Linked DNA regions of Macaca mulatta: region 1 is linked to region 2. Evidence: chromatin contacts called from public Hi-C data. All regions are on one chromosome and are shown on one strand. Each heading gives the region's core, a stretch centred on a gene start, on an enhancer-like site or on the middle of the called end of the contact. The rest is flanking DNA. Distances are from core to core; before and after follow the strand shown. Region 1 holds the start of PCNA (proliferating cell nuclear antigen). Region 2 has its middle 130 kb from the start of PROKR2.

The links. A called contact is a pair of places that touch in the nucleus more often than the background predicts.
Region 1: a Hi-C map of fetal cortical plate shows a contact between it and region 2, with 2.4 times the contacts expected there. The contact joins the promoter of PCNA here to the enhancer-like site in region 2. A contact is called at or near these places in 4 of 14 Hi-C or Micro-C datasets (cortical neurons, fetal cortex germinal zone, fetal cortical plate and 1 more).

What each region holds. Positions count from the first base shown.
Region 1 is chr10:78,833,478-78,836,177 of T2T-MMU8v2.0, reverse strand. It overlaps PCNA (proliferating cell nuclear antigen), which reads right to left and starts at 1,351. Exons shown (of 6, transcript NM_001266090.1): 1 at 939-1,351; 2 at 129-226; 3 at 1-37. The coding sequence starts at 1,159.
Region 2 is chr10:78,536,581-78,539,331 of T2T-MMU8v2.0, reverse strand. No RefSeq gene overlaps it. Among named protein-coding and RNA genes, the nearest start is that of PROKR2, 130 kb to the left of the region's middle. Within about 2 kb of position 1,306, at least 3 of the 40 cell types and tissues checked have an H3K27ac peak or open chromatin away from gene starts, as enhancers often do. A contact at or near this core is called in fetal cortical plate, where this site is marked.

The sequences.
Region 1 (2,700 bases), core at 102-2,601, 300 kb before region 2:
ATCAACTTCATTTCATAGTCTGAAACTTTCTCCTGGTCTACCAAAAAAAAGCAAATGCTGTTGAGAAACACTGGCACAGAGTTTTGATCTTCTGTAGCTTCATAACTCAGTAAAAAGGTACGACTTACTGGGTGCTTCAAATACTAGCGCCAAGGTATCCGCATTATCTTCAGCCCTTAGTGTAATGATATCTTCATTGCCGGCGCATTTTAGTATTTTGGACATACTAGAAGACAGGAGACACATGGTTTAAAATCAACACCATCTACTGAAGGTCTGTATTTCTAATGCAGTTAGAAGGGGTTACCACTCTCACCCATAGGCCGTCTCAGAACTGGTGGAGGGTAATTGCACTGCTGGAGGATGCGAATATTAATGCAGACATTTTGGGATGCATCTGGCAGTATTTATACTAAAATACCACCAGCAGTTTCCCTTCTGGATAGAAACAATCTCCTGCCACTAAGTAGGATGACAGGCTGACACTTTTCTCGCAAGGGCACATTATAAAGCATTTAAAGTCAATCGCGACTGAGCCGGGAGGATCGCCTGAGCCCAGAAGTTGGAGACCAGCCCGGGCCAACACATCGAGACCGTCTCGGAAACAAAAAAGCCACAACTAAAGCGTCCATTCAAGGCCAACAGGATTTAGTGAGCAAAAGCTCTGGAGCAGTGTTCCTGGCACTGCAGAAAAACCAGTCATTTTCCCGCCACCACCCGCTTTGTGACTTTGGCGCGAAAAAGCAGGTTCGCGCAGCAGCCAGCGCGGGCTTTTCCGAACCGCGCGCTCAGCTGGGCCCCACCCCCCTGCATGGCAGGCCAATGAGAAGGTGCGGATGGTCCACGCCAGCCAATGAGGGCTCGGCTCGGAAGCGATCCCGCCAAACCCCGGAGGTGGGGGTGGGCCGGGGCCGGCTTCTCGACGCCGCGAGGCTCACCTGGTGAGGTTCACGCCCATAGCCAGGTTGCGGTCGCAGCGGTAGGTGTCGAAGCCCTCAGACCGCAGGGTGAGCTGCACCAAGGAGACGTGGGACGAGTCCATGCTCTGCAGATTTACGCCGCTGGAGCTAATATCCCAGCAGGCCTCGTTGATGAGGTCCTTGAGGGCCTCCAACACCTTCTTCAGGATGGAGCCCTGGACCAGGCGCGCCTCGAACATGGTGGCGGAGTGGCAGCAACGCGGCTACAGGCAGGCGGGAAGGAGGAAAGTCTAGCCGGTTTCCGCTTCAGGAGCCTCAGAGCGAGCGGGCGAACGTCGTGACGAGAAGCTGAGACCTAGAAACAGAACTACCAGTCTGCTACGCCTGCAACCGTTTAATGCCGCCGCGTCCGCCAGCGCGCGCTCTTACCCTGCGCCGCGTTGCGACGTCACCACGCTGCCCGGCCCACGGCCTGGGCGGGTTAGAATTTAGGGCCAATCGTGCCGATGCTCCCCGCGAGGCCCGCCCCCTAGGACATACATTGGAGGAAGCGGGTGCAGGGCGGGGCAGCGTCCCGCAGGTCTCCCCGCCTCTTCGCCTGACTCCTGAACCTGACCACTGAACAAGTCCGGGCATATGTGGGGATCCGGCCCAGGCCCCGGTTCGTCAAGCCCCAGCTTTATGGTGCCTCCTCAGCCTCCAGCTCCGTGGGTAGAAAGTTTCCAGCCACGAAAGTGAAAGTGAAAAGCAAATCCAGCCTACCGGGAGGAAAAGCCTCCTTGTAGCCTGAAGAGTACAGCTGCTGCAAATATGCACTTTATTTTTCAATTACAAAAGTGATGCGCTCCTAAGTGTCACACCATAAAGAGTTATGTTAAACTTAGCTCCCTCTCACCTCTTAACATTCCACTGCCAGCTCTTATAATCACTCAATCGTTCCTTGTATAAAGCTTTTAAAGCTTTTTTGAAAGTTCGAATACACTTTTTTTTTTCAAAATGCACTCATTCCGTAAACACTTCGAAAAAGTACTTAATAAAGTACATTTAATTTTATGCCACGTACATCTTTTTTATATCAGTACCTCTTTAAAAGATAGCATCACATGTATGTAACTTATCAATCTCCTGTTAATTACAAACACCTTTGAGCACTTAGGCAATTTTGGTGCTATCAACTCCTTGAAGTAATACAGCTGAGTCAAAGAGCGTACACATTTAATTTTTTTTCTTTTCTTTCTTTCTTTTTTTTTGAGATGGAGTCCTGCTCTGTCATTCAGGCTGGAGTGCAGTGGCGCGATCTCGGCTCACTGCAACCTCCGCCTCCCAGGTTCAAATGATTCTCCTGCCTCAGCCTCCCGAGTAGCTGGGATTACAGGCGCCTACCACCGCGCCCGACTAATTTTTTTTTTTTTTTTTTTTAGTAGAGACGGGGTTTCACCATGTTGGCCAGGCTGGTCTCGAACTCCCGACCTCAGGTGATCACCCGCCTCAGCCTCCCAAAGTGCTGGGATTACAGGCATGTGCCACCATGCCCGGCTAAATTTTTGATAAATGTTACTAAATCTCTAAAAGTTTGCAATTTACATTCTAGCCAAGACTGTGTATGAACATGCTCATTTATCTTTATTTTCCTAACTACAGATATTAGCAATCTCATTTTTTAATCATTGCTCATCTGTGTCAAAAATTCAATTTTTTTTTTTTTTTGAGACAGAGTCTTGCTCTGTTGCCCCGGCTGGACTGCAGTGGCACTATCTCGGCTCACTGAAACCTCCGCCTC
Region 2 (2,751 bases), core at 57-2,556:
GATAAAGGGGATATCACCACTGACCCCACAGAAATACAAACAACCATCAGAGAATGCTATAAACATCTCTACCCAAATAAACTAGAAAACACAGAAGAAATGGATAAATTCCTGGACACCCACACCCTTCCAAGACTGAAACAGAAAGAAGCTGAATCCCTGAATAGACAAATAAGTTCTGAAATTGAGGCAGTAATAAATAGCCTGCCAACCAAAAAAAACGTCAGGACCAGATGGATTTACAGCTAAATTCTACCAGAAATACAAAGAGGAGCTGATACCCTTTCTTCTGAAACTGTTCCAAATAATTGAAAAGGAGAGACTTCTCCCTAACTCATTCTGTGAGGCCAGCATCATCCTGATACCAAAATATGGCAGAAATAAAACAAAAAAAGAAAACTTCAGGCCAATATCCCAGATGAACATTGATGCAAAAATTATCACTAAAATACTGGCAAACCAAATACAGCAGAACATCAAAAAACTTATCCACCACGATCAAGTTGGCGTCATCCCTGGGATACAAGGCTGGTTCAACATATGCAAATCAATTAACGTAATTCATCACATAAAGATATCTAAAAACAAAAACCAAATTATTATCTCAACAGACACAGAAAAGTTCTTCAATAAAATTCAAAATCCCTTCATGTTAAAAACTCTCAATAAAGTAGGTACTGAAGGAATGACCTCAAAATAATAAGAGCGATTTATGACAAACTGACAGCTAATGTCATACTAAATGGGCCAAAGCTGGAAGCATTCCCCTTGAAAACTGTCACAAGACAAGGATGCTCTCTCTCACCACTCCTATCCAACATAGTATTGGAAGTTCTGGCCAGGGCAATAAGGCAAGAGAAAGAAATAAAGGGTATTCTATATCCACTCTTACTCAAATTCTATTAAACTCCAAATTGTAAGAGACTATTGTCAAAGCTAAAACAAAATGATGTTGGGGATTTATGCCATATATCACTGCAGTGAGGTCAAACTTCAGGAACTGTTAGCTCCTGACAGTTTGAACAAAGAGACATATTAAACATACTGATTTTAAAGTCATCCCTCTGACTTCCTGGACCACCCAATATTTTTCCTGAAGGCATACAAAATTCAAAATTAAATAAAACTGTATTTTTGAAAATAACCCCCACATTTCTAAAATGTGAACGGGGCAGCACAGACGCACATTGACAGCTACCTCCATCATTTAAAAGGGAGTTTCTGAGGCAGTTCTAATGAAGTGGGAATTTTGCAGATAATGTAAAATTCAAAAACACTGAGGAGATGTTAGGTGCAAACATGCCAAGCACATAAAGCAGCATCTGGCAGTTTCCCTTTGGAGGCCTCGTGTGCCAGCATTTCACTTAGATAAGAAAAAAGTCTCCTATTTTCAACAATCTTCTTAAATGCTTTAATTTGACACTATCTGAAAGTGATACTTAAGTTGTGGTAAATCACATTTAATTGCAGCAGTCTACTCTCTATTATTTCACTATTGCTTCAATTTCTCTCTAAGTTCTCAAAGACCCCATGGAAAATAAAATATTCCTTAATGGAAGTGCTTTCATTCTTAGTGACTTTTTGCCCATCTTGGTCAATTATTTTGACATATGCTAAAACAGTAGCAGTCATATTGAAAGGCCAAGGAAAGCTGAAAAGTACAACTCCTCTCTAAGAACATTTGGCTGTATTTCTATATTACCTGCCTAAAGAGTCTAAATCTTATTTTTAGCCACTCTCTATCCATAGCACCTGGTTCTCTACCGCTAATGTTGGAGTAATGAGTTCGTGAAGTGCCTACCAGCCATGAGGACTAGGGGCTTGGGGGTACAGATAAAGAAGACACAGACCCTGCCCTCCAGGAGGTTGAAGGAAAGAAGGGTGGGCCAATCAGTGCTCCTGAGACAGAGTGGCCCCGCTTCTGAGTCTTCTGTTTACTGAGGGCCTTTGTGCTGGATACTGGGCTGCTCCTCCATATTCATTACTATCTGATATGGTTTGGATCTGTGTGTCCACCCACATCTCATGTTCAATTGTAATCCCCAATGTTGGTGGTGGGGCCTGGTGGGAGGTGATTGGACATAGGGGCACTTTCTAATGGTTTAGCACCATCCTTCTAGTGCTGTTCTCATGATAGACTTCTCACAAGACCGGGTTGTTTACAAGTGTCTAGCACCTTCCCCCTCTCTCTTCCTCCTGCTCCAGCCATGTAAGACAAGCCTGCTTCCCCTTCTCCGTGCTTCCCCTTATACCATGACTGTAAGTTTCCTGAGGCCTCCCCAGCCATGTTTCCTGTACAGCCTGTGGATTCATGAACCCATTAAATGTCTTTTCATTATAAATTACCTAGGCTCAGGTATTTCTTTATAGCAGTGTGAAAACAAACTAATACAGTCCCTCCTGAGAGCAATGCTGTGATGCAGGAAGAGAGCCTTACGTTCAGGAAAGGATGCCTGGTCCTTTGAACATGCTGGTCCTTTTCATAGGTCCATGGTTCAGGCCACCTTAAAGAGGCAACTTGGGTGTTCTCCATCCAAACTTGGACATGGGAATTTTGAGAAATAAGACTCTGGGCTCTGGAGATTCTGGTTCTCTGGTTATCCCATCTGAAGTCCAGCTACCTCCGGAGAACAGTAAGTGGAGGAATTTGTTCTCAGTGATTCCTAGAGCTGGGTCCCAGTCTTGGGACACAATGGAAGCCTCTTTCTTCTTCATTAGGTCCATCTACTGAAGAGCCTGAGTTTCAGAGGA